Linked DNA regions of Mus musculus: region 1 is linked to region 2. A link is a contact called in public Hi-C data. All regions are on one chromosome and are shown on one strand. Each heading gives the region's core, a stretch centred on a gene start, on an enhancer-like site or on the middle of the called end of the contact. The rest is flanking DNA. Distances are from core to core; before and after follow the strand shown.

Evidence for each region. A called contact is a pair of places that touch in the nucleus more often than the background predicts.
Region 1: a Hi-C map of bone marrow-derived macrophages shows a contact between it and region 2, with 9 read pairs. The contact joins the enhancer-like site here to the promoter of Clic6 in region 2. A contact is called at or near these places in 1 of 15 datasets of contacts at CTCF or cohesin (pro-B cells), 9 of 484 Hi-C or Micro-C datasets (the AtT-20 cell line, the HL-1 cell line, MC3T3-E1-derived osteoblasts and 5 more), 8 of 115 datasets of contacts at active chromatin or transcription factors (T-cell acute lymphoblastic leukemia, acute myeloid leukemia, differentiating embryonic stem cells and 5 more) and 2 of 9 other capture datasets (adipose tissue and embryonic stem cells).

Annotation. Positions count from the first base shown.
Region 1 is chr16:93,581,675-93,588,574 of GRCm38.p6, reverse strand. It overlaps Setd4 (SET domain containing 4), which reads left to right. Exons shown (of 12, transcript NM_145482.3): 9 at 675-756; 10 at 2,258-2,338; 11 at 3,273-3,396; 12 at 4,891-5,115. The coding sequence ends at 5,025. Among named protein-coding and RNA genes, the nearest start is that of Setd4, 19 kb to the left of the region's middle. Within about 2 kb of position 1,999, at least 118 of the 459 cell types and tissues checked have an H3K27ac peak or open chromatin away from gene starts, as enhancers often do. A contact at or near this core is called in T-cell acute lymphoblastic leukemia, acute myeloid leukemia, bone marrow-derived macrophages and 2 more, where this site is marked.
Region 2 is chr16:92,496,132-92,503,377 of GRCm38.p6, reverse strand. It overlaps Clic6 (chloride intracellular channel 6), which reads right to left and starts at 5,231. Exons shown (of 6, transcript NM_172469.3): 1 at 3,821-5,231. The coding sequence starts at 4,924. It overlaps 2410124H12Rik (RIKEN cDNA 2410124H12 gene), which reads right to left. Exons shown (of 3, transcript NR_165041.1): 3 at 6,008-6,328.

The sequences.
Region 1 (6,900 bases), core at 750-3,249, 1.1 Mb before region 2:
CTCTGTGATAACTCCAGCTGTGTCAAGTTGACACAAAACTCGCCAGTACACCGTGTAAACACATGGAACAAGCATTATGTTTAACATGGAGTAGGGCCCAGGGGTTGGCTCAGTGGCCTGCCTGGTCTGGCATGTGCAGGCCCTCTCTGAAGGAAAAGGAAAGCTTGCTTCTGTCAGAGTTACACCCCCAAATCCTTGCTTTTCTTTCTTTTTAAAACACAGAATGGAAGTCTTCTATCACCTCAAAAAACAAAAGAGCCATTGCTTTCTCTCTCCTTCAGAAACGTCCGCCAGGCTTCACAGTTTAGGCTGAGGCTGTGGTCACGGCTGCGGGGACTGCTTTGAATCAGGTGTAACGCAGTATTGCCGTCCTGGGCGTGTGCTGAGGCAGCCTGTTCCTAGCTGGCCCCCAGCAGGGCTAACCCTCTGGCGGCTTCCTCTTAGGCTGTTGATGTGCTTAGGGGCAGCCTGAGCCTCGCGTCTGTGCTTCTGTCCTCCGCCTTGGAAAGCTCACAGCTCTTCAGGGAGCCGGGATCTCAGCGAGCTGTCCTAAAGAGGACACTTGGTGTGAACTGGCAGACACTCTGGTTATCGTGGGCGGCTGATGGGAGGGAGAGGGGCATGTGCTTTATCTGAATCACATCCTAAGTCTGATGGTCTCCTCTCTAATGCAGACATGCTGGTTAAGTTCCTCCCTGCAGCAGATAAGCAGCTCCACAGGAAGATAACCATTTTGAAGGATCATGGCTTTACAGGGTAAGGCTTTTCTGTCTGGAAATTATCCCTTCAGGGAGTTCCCATGGGAATACTCCTGGCTCTGGTTTCTGTAAGTGTGACCCTCCTGTCTCTGTGTTGGCTGTCAGGTGGGTGTTTATTAAGCTCTTAGACTGTAGCAAGTTGGGCTTGTTGTCCTAGGCACTCAAGGGGTGAGAGTCAAGCTTGAAACAGTCCTGTCCGTGACCCAGGCCCGGGTCAGGTGGGGTGGAGCTGCGCTGTCACAGGCCATGCTGGTCCCTAGCAGAACATCAGGGACGGTGACCTACACCGGATCCCCAGCTCTTTCACGTCTTCTTTTCTGGATAAAATCAGGTTTTTTGGGTACACAGCGACAGTGGCTGTTTGCTCTCCGGGATGACCAGGGTCTCTGTGTTCATCTCACTGTAAACGTGTGATGTAGTTACCAGGCCGCTTGCTGTGGTCCCGTGACCAAGTTCAGTGTCTGGCTGAAATTGATTGGAAATGGCTTTTAGCCTTGTCTTAGTTAGGGTTACTAGTGCTGTGATAAAACACCATGACCAAAAGCAAGTCTGGGAGGAAAGGGTTCATTTGGCTCACACTTCCACATCACAGGAACTCAAGCACGGCAGAAGCCTGGAGGCAGGAGCTGATGCAGAGGCCATGGAGGGGTGCTGCTGCACTGCTGGTTTTGTGTGTCAACTTGACACAGCTGGAGTTATCACAGAGAAAGGAGCTTCAGTTGGGGAAATGCCTCCATGAGATACAACTGTAAAGCATTTTCTCAATTAGTGATCAAGGGGGAAAGGCCCCTTGTGGGTGGTGCCATCCTTGGGCTGGTAGTCTTGGGTTCTATAAGAGAGCAGGCTGAGCAAGCCAGGGGAAGCAAGCCAGTAATGAACATCCCTCCATGGCCTCTGCATCAGCTCCTGCTTCCTGACCTGCTTGAGTTCCAGTCCTGACTTCCTTGGTGATGAACAGCAATGTGGAAGTGTAAGCCGAATAAACCCTTTCCTCCCCATCTTGCTTCTTGGTCATGATGTTAGTGCAGGAATAGAAGTCCTGACTAAGACAGCTACTTACTGTTTTGTTCCTCTTGGCTTGCTCCTCCTGCTTGCTCATAGAGCCCAGGACCACCTGCCCAGGGATGACTCCACCCACAGTGGGCGGGGCCCTGCGCCATTGTTCACTGATTAAGAAGGTGCTCTGCAGCTGGATCTGAGGGAGGCAGTTCCTCAGCTGAGGTTCTCTTCTTTCCGGTGACTCTAGCTTGTGTAAAGATGACATCAACTAGCCAGCACAGCCCAGAGCAGTCAGAGCAGGTTCCGTTTGTGTGGAGTGACCCACACAGAGGCTGGTGTTACCCAGCTTCATTCGTCGTAGCCGCAGCCTGATTTTCTCGCCTCTGTGTGGAGGTGACCTAGCATTGTACTTGTTCAAAGCCACTGCTGGCTTCCTTGGGTGCTTGCCACGGAGTCGTTTCTACGCGACACATTTGGTGTTGCCTGCTTCTCTTTTGTAGAAATCTGACGTTTGGATGGGATGGGCCGTCCTGGAGGCTACTCACGGCTCTCAAGTTGCTGTGTCTGGAAGCCGAGCGCTTGTAAGTCTCCCCTGCATTACGTACAAGCTGCGCCTACTTCCTGGTGAAGCTGAGGGGTTTGGGAGGCTTGGATTTAGAGGGAAGGAGTGGACTGTGCCCCGCTGCTTTCAGGGGCCTTAGCCTTCCAGAGTGCGTGGCTCTGAGAACTTGCCCCTCTGTCCAGGTGACCCCTGGTGACTGAGTATTGTCAGCGCTGTCACTGTTCAGGGCACATCTGCCAGTGGGTGGCTTTTCCTGTGGTAAGCAAGCTTCTAACCACAACCCTCTAACTGTCCTAACCAGCCCCGCTGAAGGCCTTTTTCGTGAAAGGAGCCGGGTAGAAGAACCCAGTGTAGACGTTCATCTTGCTCAGGCTCCTCACCCTTTCTAAGGGGTTAGGGCTGCCAGTCACACCCCAGAGCCTTCACCTCTGCAAGCCAAGGCACCGTGAGTGACTGACTCACCTGGGTGTAGAGGATGGCCTAGCTGCAGACTCCTTCCATTTGGAGGGCGTGTGGCAGTGAGCTGTGTTTGTGGCTGTCACCTTTTAGGAAAAACTTTCCCTTAAAGGAGCACACAGTGCTACAGCTGCTGAGTCTTGTGGCCATTTGCCAGAGCCTGGCCTTCCGGTTTTGTGTTTCTGCCCCTTGTGCCCCTGTAGCTGGTGGGTGTGACTTCAATGACTTGTCCACCAGACCCAGGACTGCTGTGAAAATAGAATCCAGTCTCTGCTGGCCGGGAGCCGACTGACTAGCTGGCCCTTGATTTACTCTGCTCCTCTTTCTTCCTCCGTGCTGGTGGCTCCCACTCAGGAGCTGAATGATGTCACGGCTTAGGAGCCGAGCTTCACTGTGCTCCGGAAGAATGGGCGTGCTGTGTGTCATCTTGCAGAGTGAGTGCCATCTCCGGTAACGGGGACCTGCTGAAATGACTTTATTGAATATTTCTGCTCTAGCACATCCTGGAAAAAGGTGCTCCTTGGCGAAGTCATCTCCGATACAAACGAGAAGACAAGCTTGGGCGTGGCCCAGAAAATATGCTCTGACGTCATCGAGGAGACGCACGCTGTGCTGCGCAAGGTGTGGGCCCAAGGTTTCAGTCCCGAGGCTGCTTATCATGTGTGCCATTAGGGAAGTCCTGAGAGTTCCTGATGAACAAATGTGGCTGTGTTAACAGGTTTACATTTTACAAGTTAAGTAAATGCGGCTGGGGAGCTGGCCTGATGGTGACGACCGGCATGCAAGCTGGGATGGCAGCCTGTTTTCCCGGGGCCTGGGGTGGGGATAGGCAGAAACCAGTGGATGTAGGTGGAACCAGGAGAATTAAGGAGGCTCGCTGGCCAGCTGGCCTAGTCCAGCGGTGAGTTCCAGGTTAAGTGAGAGACCTTGACTCACAGCAATAGAGGTAGACAGCAATAGGAGCTGGTGCCCAGCATCCCCCTCTGGCTTCTGCGTGTGCGTGCGTGGGCCAGCACATCCCACTGCAAGTTTTATATGTAGTGTACAGTGCACAGCGGTGCTTGATACACACACACCTGTGGAGTGGCTTCACCAAGCACAGCATTGTCCACCTGACTTTCTGTGCTGAGAGCTCTCATCGTCTGTGTGATGAACACGGTGCCTTGTTCCTAACTCTGCTCACGTGTTGCTGTCCAGAGAGCTCTCTCCCCTCTGTGTGTTGACGGACATCCCCACAGTCTCGCCTCCATTCACGTGCTGTCGGCCATTCTTTCTGCAGTCCTAAGTAGAACATGGAGGCTCTGGCCTATTTCATTTAACTTTGTGTCCTCCTGGCTTGTTGCTGATGTCACACAAAGGGTCTCCTGATCCCCGCCCCGTTTTTGTGACATTGGGATTGGAACCCAGGGCCTGATACCTAGGCTTGTGCCCCACACCTGAGTTCGGTCACTTGCCCTTGGTTCTGTTTTGGACTGTACCCATTTTTTTATCCACTGATCATCACTGGGTACTTGGGTTGAATCTTAGCTTTACCTCATGTTTTAGTAGATAGAAATCATTGCCTGGTCTCTTAGTAATAGCATTTCAACTATTTCTTTCTGTGTGTGTTTTAATTTTATTTATTTTATTTTATTTTTTCAAGACAAGGTTTCTCTGTGTAGCCCTGGCTGTCCTGGAACTCACTCTGTAGACCAGGCTTGCTGGACTTGAACTCAGAAATCCGCCTGCCTCTGCCTCCTGAGTGCTGGATTAAAGGCATGCGCCACCACCGCCCAGCAATTTTTTTTCTTTTAATAAGAAATAATTTATAAGAAATGTGATTGTTAAAATTAAAAATTTTAGTGCACTTTTATGCTAAGTGAAAATAAAAATACAAAAGGACAGGTGCTGTCCACACAGGGGAGGACGGGTGCTGTCCACACAGGGATTCCCCAGAGCAGTGATTCCCTACACGTTCATCCTTAGAGTGTTTCTGTTTGGACTGAACGAGTAACCTGGAGTGAGTTGTAGCTGTGGTTACCCCATGTGGGGGAGGGGGTGGGGACTCTAAGCAGTTTACATGGTAAATTTTCTCGTACATTTCTATTATAATAAAAATTTAAAAATAACTTTCAGGTTTCTGACATGAAGGAAGGGACAGTGTCACTGAGAAGCCAGCTCTCCTTGGTGGAAGCCTTGAGGATGGAAGAGCTTAGGATTCTCCAGGCTTCTGCTGAGATCCTGAGTGGCTTGCTAGCCCCCTTTTCCTGACCTCCCGGGGTCACGTGGTTCCCTCCTATGGAGGATGTACCAGCGGCTGCGTCTTTACTGAGGTTGGAATAAACAGACTTTTATATGAAATCATTTGCAGACTGTCTTAGTCGGGGTTTCTATTCCTGCACAAACATCATGACCAAGAAACAAGTTGGGGAGGAAAGGGTTTATTCAGCTTACATTTCCATACTGCTGTTGATCACCAAAGGATGCAGGACTGGAACTCAAGCAGGTCAGAAAGCAGGAGCTGATGCAGAGGCCATGGAGGGATGTTCTTTACTGGCTTGCCTCACCTGGCTTGCTCAGCCTGCTCTCTTATAGAACCCAAGACTACCAGTCCAGAGATGGTCCCACCCACAAGGGGCCTTTCTCCCTTGATCACTAATTGAGAAAATGCCTTACAGTTGGATCTCATGGAGGCATTTCCTCAACTGAAGCTCCTTTCTCTGTGATAACCCCAGCTGTGTCAAGTTGACACAAAATTAGCCAGTACAATTGACCCCTTGTCAACTTGACACACAAACAAATCACTAGTAAGCCTCAACCCTTACATTCTTATTCATCCCCAAGATTTAAATAACTTTAAAAGTCCCACAGTCTTTACATATTCTTAAAATTTCAATTTCTTTAAAATAGCCATCTCTTTTAAAATCCAAAGTCTTTTTACAATTAAAAGTCTCTTAACTGTGGGCTCCACTAAAACAGTTTCTTCCTTCGAGAGGGAAAATATCAGGGCACAGCCACAATCAAAAGCAAAAGTCAATCTCCAACCGTCCAATGTCTGGGATCCAACTTACAATCTTCTGGGCTCCTCCAAGGGCTTGGGTCACTTCTCCAGCCATGCCCTTTGTAGCACACGCGTCATCCTCTAGGCTCCAGATGCCTGTACTCCACTGCTGCTGCTGCTCTTGGTGGTCATCTCATGGTACTGGCATCTCCAAAACACTGCATGACCCCTTCAGTCCTGGGCCATCAATTGCAACTGAGGCTGGACTTTCACCAATGGCCTTCCATGGCCTCTCACAGTGCCAAGCCTCAGCTGCTCTGCTCAACTCCTTCATGCCTTCAAAACCAGTACCACCTGGGTGACCCTTATACATTACCAAGTCCAGCCACAGCACAAGGTACAACTTTGGCTATATCTGGAACACAGCCACTGTGCTCTCAGAAAACACTTCCCAGAAGATGTCACCTCAATGATGCTGGTCTCTTCTTAATCACTGCTAATTTCTTAACTCCAGCTAACCAGCATCAATAGTCCCAGTAATGCAAAGTTTTTGCTTTAGTAGTTCTGGTATCTTGTTAATCACAGCTGATTCTTCAGCCCCAGCTAACCAGAACTACAGAATCTTCACAATCAAAACAGCAATGGCCCTGAAAAGAGTCTTTAATTTTCCCTCTGAAATTTCACAAACCAGACCTCCATCTTCTGCAGTGTTCTCAACATTATCTTCCAAGCTCCTACACAACATCTGACAGAGCTTTTAACAACGGGTGGATCTTCAAGCCCAAAGTTCCAAAGTCCTTCCACAGTCCTCCCCAAAACATGGTCAGGTTGTCACAGGAATACCCCACTCTGCTGGTACCAATTTGTCTTAGTCGGGGTTTCTATTCCTGCACAAACATCATGACCAAGAAACAAGTTGGGGAGGAAAGGGTTTATTCAGCTTACATTTCCATACTGCTGTTGATCACCAAAGGATGCAGGACTGGAACTCAAGCAGGTCAGAAAGCAGGAGCTGATGCAGAGGCCATGGAGGGATGTTCTTTACTGGCTTGCCTCACCTGGCTTGCTCAGCCTGCTCTCTTATAGAACCCAAGACTACCAGTCCAGAGATGGTCCCACCCACAAGGGGCCTTTCTCCCTTGATC
Region 2 (7,246 bases), core at 3,982-6,481:
TTTCAGAACACATAGTGCTCACACTGTTGGGAAAATAACATCTCCCCGGGACGTTCCCTAGAGACTGAGCTCCACAGAACAGGTCTCAACATGTTCCCTCCAAGCAGAAAGGTCACAGGGAGCAACAGCCTAGGGTCGACCAGTAATCTCTAAGAAGCAGGTCCTGGCATGATCCTGTCCAGCTGTATAGTGTGGCCATGCTTAACAGCCTTTTAATTAACATATTTAGTTTTGGCACTTCTGATGACATAGACAAAAGCCATGTCTTTCTTGGTTTTTTTTTTTCTTTTTTATTCCACTAGATTTATTTCACTTAAAGAAAAAAAAAAAAAAAGCCCCAGCTCTGATGGTCCATGCAAACCCACAGGCTCAATTATACCTCTGTCTGTGTTCTAGTCAAATGTGAACTGTTACAACTTAAAGTTCTTAAACTCAAGCCAAGGGTCACTCACTGGTCAGATGGAGGATTTTTTTAAGTCATGTAAATTTTGTCATAAAAGCCATATCTCAGGCTCCCCCAGTCCTAACCTTGCCTCTGAGAAAACAGGCTGAGAAAACAGGCTGGATTTGAGGAAACAATGTTCTGAGCCACACTTCCCTGGTGACTAAACCTCTGTGGGTATTTAGTTTGTTGATTTCCTTTTCCAACCCCAACCCCCACCGTGTGGTGTGAAGTTACCTTTCCCAGTCCTGAGTGGAAAAGAAAACCGTATCTCTTACTATATGTATTTTATATATATTTGGGGATCACCCTATAGTCTGGTGACCTAGTTAATACTTCTTTAAGGGAAGAAAATAAAGATAATCGATGATTAGCCATTAGCTAGGGTTTCTCCTGAAACCCTAGCTGTTCCTTCTGACTGATTGACACACAAAACCCCAGGGAGTCTTCCTTGGCCTGCTGCTGCATATGGCTATAGCTCCTTTACAAAAAACACATCCTTGTATATTCATTGAATCAAACAAATGACAAGTTAGTAACATGATAGCTCTCATAACGATGAGTGAGGCAATCTACCAGATGGTCAAAATCATAAGCTGACTTAGTAATGACTTAATAGTGATATTATTAGTCCATATCATTGGGTAGACAACTTTCTAGTGCATGTTATAATGAGTAATAGTTAAATAGATTTATATGAAATAATATATACAATATTATAACCAATTTATTTCTTTGTTAAAAATAAGAAAAGTAGTAAAGGCGGAAAGGTCATGGACAGAACACAGGCAAAGTGCAGTGTCTGGAAGAAAGACTTTAATTAACAATTCTGGGGAGTCAACAGGTCATCTAGGTCCCAGGAAATCCACCATGAGCATGCGCCTGAACTCACAACAAAGCTGGTCAGTGAGTCACTGTGGGCTAGGAAGTCCACCTGCAAGGAGGCCCCAGAAGAGCCCAGACACGGTTGAACTGGTAACAAAATGTGATTCTGGCCTAACTTTAGGATTTACCAATACAACGTTACAACTCTGTGACTCCGGAAGACCTGCTGGTACAAAGGTTTCTTGTTTTCTTTTTGTTTCTTTATTGCTTTGGGTTTCATTGTTTCTTCTTTGTTTTTCAGAGAGGTGGATCAGCAGAAACCAAGAGCCTTATGGAAGTGAGGCAGGTCTTTTAAATGGCCCTAAGAGGCTACCCAACCTCACTGTTGGGAGATCTGCTTGTTTTCTTAAAGGAGAGGAGGTGTCAAGCAGAGAGTCACGACTCATCCAACCCATGTCCCATGTACATCCACTGTGCGCAAGCTTCACTCCCAGCCACTCCGACCTTTGCCCTAACCAACCACCTTGGAACAATAGTCGCAATGATAGTTGCTTGAGGTTTCATAACACTCTCATCCCCATAAATTGAAGATAGTTCAACACCTAGAGAGAGGTTCCCTTTAAAAAATGGCAGGATTAGAATGAGGGAGAACTCCTTGTACCACATCACAGAAGCTGGGGGGAGGGAGCAGAGGCAGGGGAACACCCCCTGGCACTGCTAATGCTGAGCCAGGAACAATTCCAAGGGCTTAGCATGACCTATTCCTGAGACTTCATAATAACCTCTAGGGGAGGGAGCTACGTTATTGTGAAAGGAACCAACTAGTACGGAGATGGTGACCAAGCCAGAATTTGCTCCAGATCCACTGGCCAGTGTCTCATTCAAAGCCTCATCGTTTCCACACCTGCAGTCTGCACTAGGGACCTAATGATACATTTAATCTGCCCAGGGAGGAGGCAAACACAGGTGAAGTCCTCAGGGACTCCTGCATGCTGCTGACAGGTGGAGGCATGGTCAGGGCAATGGTGCAGGAGACTCACTCCAACAGAGGGTAAAGTGGGTGCACGCCTTCAAGGCTGGGAGAATCAGGAGTATGGCTCTCCCCTGGTACACAGTACCTTCCTACAGCCGCCACTGCAGTGCCATTGGTGACCCGGGGACCCCACAATGCTAAGGGAAGGCCAGAGAGAGAAGAAAGGAGGCAAAGAACTGAGTCCTGAAGGACTTGTGCCTGGGCCGGGAGGTTGGATTTCCTTGCAACTCTGCGATAAAGAGAGTAGTGGGGGGTCAGGTAATGATGCAGAGGAGCAGTTCCCTCCATAACTGCAGGCCAAGCAGGTTGGCCGGGATCATCACACAGCCACGTGACCAGAACCATGCAAAATGTCCTCCTAAGGGAACAGACTGGAGCCACCCTGCTCCTGCACGCCAGTCTCCACAGGACTAGTGAAGGGCTGTGCCAACATGTTGGACTCCACCGTTTTCGCCCTCTCCTACGGTCTTTAAAATAGAGCTAGTGTGCAAGGAGCCATCTCACTGTTTAGAAGCAAGGGGAGATCTCAGCCATCTCAGACACTTGGTTAGGTCCTGGTGTTAATCTCCTGGGAACATTTTTCTTTTTACTTATTAAAATCTCAGCCAAAGGGGTTTAGACCGTCTGTAAACGTGAAGGGATTTCTGAAGGATTAGGGTTCATTCGACATGTAACACATTCTTCACCCTATTATCTCTAGCTTCCTGGGGTCTGACCAAAGGTCCCCAGGAAAAACTTTTTTCTTTTAAACAAAGCTCTTGGTGTGAGCCACTGCTGGACTTTGTCCACTTTTTTTTTTTTTTTTTGGAAGCCTTGTAAAAATGCCTGTTTACACTCAAAACTTCCTCCTTATGTGTCTACAGACTCTTTCAAAAATGAAATCATGGCTTTCTTCCTGACGGAAAGGGAGACCAGAAACATATTACTCAGACAAACGATGTCCAAGTCTCCTGCATCCTGAAATCTGCCAAAGTAAACCTTAAAATGTTCAATAAACAAGACAGTGTATAGGAGACTTCCCAGTGTCCCCTGGACGAGGTTTTGTTTTGTTTTGTTTTGTTTTGTTTTTTCACCTGAAAATGCTGGGCAGCTCTGGGCCTCTGGGAGTTAAGTCTGGGAATTCTCATGTTGAACCTACCTGTTCACATTTTTTCACTCCAAGGATTAAAGCCTTCTTTAGCTGAAACCTTTTGAATACTAATAAGGCTGGTCACTTTTTTTGTTTTCTTCCTAATTCTTAGGAATAGAAGGGCCAGTTAGGATGTTCAGGACAAGGGATAGTGGAGTGTCACCAACCACACACACACACACACACACACACCCCTGACTTCCAAACCTTACATGGTTCATGCTACTGACTCTTGAGATGCTGGGGATGGCCCCTCATACGAGTTAGGCAAACCACTAACCCTCATTCACAGCCCTGACTCTCCTGAAACCCTAGCTGTTCCTTCTGACTGATTGAAGCACTTGAGTACGGTTTTGGTTCTGTGGGTAGGCCCTGGGGGCGCAAGATTTACCTTGACGAAGAGGGTGATGTCGTGCTCCTGTCCCGGATCCCCCTCCTCCAATGCTGGGCCATTCTCCCTGCGGCCGTTCACTCGCCCCAACTCTTCTCCACCCTGGACGCTGGGCTCCTCAGCTAAGTGGTTGCTGAGCTCTGCCTGGGATTCCTCCTCGTGTTCGGTGGATTTGGCCTCCTCTCCATCAAGGCTGCCGTCGGGGGGCTTCTCTTGGATGGCCCCCTCGCAGGGTCCCTTCAACTCGGGTTCTGGCCTCGCTTCTTCCTCCCCGGTCTCCTCCTGGAGCTTGCCCTGGTCCCCATTCTCATGAGCATCTACTCTCGCATCCTCGGAAGCTGCTTCCTCGGACCCGTCTTTCCCCAGGGTCTCCCCTTCCCCCGCGGCGTCTGCGGCCGAAGCGCCCGCCAGCTCCCCGGACTCGTTCCCTCCGATCTCTGTGGTTACAATCTCAATCGCCTCATCCTGGGGCTGAGGGCTGCTTTCCCCTCCACCCTGGGGCTCACTCTCCGACCCAAGTGGCCCTCCTGCGGGTGCCTCTGTGTCCATGTTGTCCCCTGCAAGTCCCTGGACTTCTGGGTTGATCTGCAACCCTAGCGCGCCGCCTCCCTGCGCTTCCTGACCAGATTCTGCCTCTTCCCCTGCCTCTGAGGCCGTGGGGTCCTCGGGCTCCCGGCGAGAGTCCCCAGGGACCTCGGGGGCCTCACCCTGAGAGTCTAACCCAGAGCTCATCCCCTGCACCTGCTGGGCGCTTGGCGCCTCCTCCGCTCCCTGCGGGATCGCGCCCTCGGGGTCGCGCTCCGCAGCCTCCGCTTCACCTGGAGCTCCGCTGGCGCCCGGCGTCTCGGCCTCAGGGCCGGTGCGCGGGTCCTGCGCCTGCGCTCCCCCAGTTCCCTCGTCCTGCCCACAGCCTCCTTCCTCCTTCCCCGAGGCCCTGGCCTCTACGCCCGCCCCCAGGTCCCTAGGTGCCTCTGCAGCTTCCTCGCTCGCTTCCCGCCCCTCCAGGTCCGCAGCTCCTGGCTCTCCTGGTCCCTCGATTGTCGCACCTTCGGGTTGCCCCTGGGAACCTGGAGCGACCTCCTTGGGCTCCGTGGCCTCAGCCATGGTAAAACACCCTTCCTCGACGCTGCTCAGGGTGAGGGGCAGGGGCTGACGTGCCCCCTCCGGGAGGACACCCCACTCGCGGTTCTAGAAGCGAAGGTTTCGCTTGATGCAAAATCTAGAGGGCCCCAAGACTCTATGTCCCTTTTCCCTGTCTTAAGGTCTTTGGGTTCTTCCTCAAGAGTTCCTGTTTCTCCTAAATTCGCGCCCGGACCCCAATCCTTCTGTGCAGGCCAGGGTGTGGGGCTAAAGAACTCAGCTTGCCTCTTGAAGTCTTTGGAAGAGATGGGCTGGTTCCCTGCGGTCTCAAGGGTTGACCAGAAATTCTCAGAGCCAGTTCTCCCCTCTTAGGGCTTGGGCGGGGTTTGTCTTCCCCACCTCCTAGCCACTTTGGGTGGCCTGGGAAGCTAGCCAATGACAGCCTTTCTGCGGCTTTTGTGGATTTTAATGAAAAGACTGATTTTACTGGCCACTTTAGCGTTTTCTGGAACAGCTTCAAGTTTCAGAGCCATTTAAATCACGGTCACATACTTCAGTATTGGATTCCCACCTTACCTCACTTCACCATGAAGGCGACTCTGATGCTGAGTGGAATAGACCCATCCCATCCCTGCCTCAGGTTCCACAGAAAAGGTATTAACCCCAAAGGGAGGAATGGCTGCCCTCCCATTTCTGTGAGTTCCAGGAACCTAAAGATGGAAGGGACAATAGCCTGGCGTGCTTGTTGAGGTGGTGGGGGGAGGGGAGGAGAACCAGACGGATACCTCTCCTTCTCCAGCCCCTGAAGACCCTAAGAATCTGTGCATCCCTCGGACTCAGATTTCCTTACTCATGTCCAGTGCTTGGGTCTCAATATCGTGGTTAGGGCGTTGGGGGTTGAAGGTGGGGGAAGAAAATTCGGGATGGGAAAAAAGGAAGTTATAGAATTAACTGGGCCAGGAGTCCCCCACTATCACCCGTCAAAAACTTCTTTCAGAGAAGTTTTCAAAACTATTCCACTGAATTGATAGAGAGAGGACCTCCCACCCCAAACTGTGAGGCCAGCATTTCCCCCTTATCAAAGGACACACCAACTCTAGACCAATATTGCTGATGAGTATAGATGCAAACATTATTAACAAAACACCAAGGGTTTGAATACAACAGCATATCAAAAAGATCATCCACGGCTATCAAGTTGGAGGTTGGAGGTTGCAGTGGTGGCTCAACACATGCAAATCTATAGGCGCAATGCGTCAAAACAACAGAATGTATGACTTTAAAAATCACATGCAGGCTGGAGAAATGGTTCTGGAATTAAGAGTGTGTACTGCACCCACATCAGGTAGCTCACAACTTCCTCCAGTTCTGAGGATCCAACGCCCTCTTCTGGCTTCAAATGGCACCTGCACTCACATGCACAAACCCCTGCAAGAATAACATATATACAGATGATTAAAAAATAAATAAATCTTTTTTTTGAAACAAAATGTGTTCATCTCAGTAGGTACAGACAAGGCACTTGATAACATTCAACATCCTTTCACAATAAAAGATTTGAATTTTTTTCATAGACAGATAATATCTCAACATAATTTAAATTGGTTGGGTGTTTTGTTTTGTTTTGTTTTGTTTTTGTTTTGTTTGAGGCGAAGTCTCATGTAGCCCAGGCTGGCCCAGAGCATACAATATAACACAGGATGATCTTGAACTTTGACCCTGCCTTTGCTGAGATTACATCACCTCGTCACGTCTCGATAAAATGCTGGAGACTGAACTCAAGACCTCCAAGGATGCTGAGCAAGCACCCGGGAAGGCGTTGCCTAAGAATGATGGAGCCGTGGGGATTTCAGTTTGACTTCTCAGGCTCTTACTGCTTTTAGCCACCACACCCACAGAGGATCCTGTTATCTTGACAAGAGAGGGATGCATGTTGAATTCTTCCTTTGTATCCCCATTGCTCATCCCTGATGGATAACTAAAGCTGTGGTTTGAACGTGTCCCTGAAAAGTCCATGTGTGGACTTTGGGGGTGTATTGAGAGAGAGAGAGAAAAAGAGAGAGAGAGAGAGAGAGAGAGAGAGAGAGAGAGAGAGAGAGAAACTGTACATGAATGTATGGGTGCCTGCCTGCCTGCCTACCTATTTGTCTGTCTGCCTGCTCCCTTCCTTTCTCTCTGTCTCTGTCTATCTCTCTGTCTCCCTCTGTCCCTGGGTGTCTCTCTCTGTCTCTGGGTGTCTCTCTCCTTTTCCTTTCTTGCCTTCCTGACTTTTGTTGCTGTATCCGAAGCACCCATCTATACCACAGGACAGTGCATCAAGAAAGCATTTTTGAGATGCTAATGCTT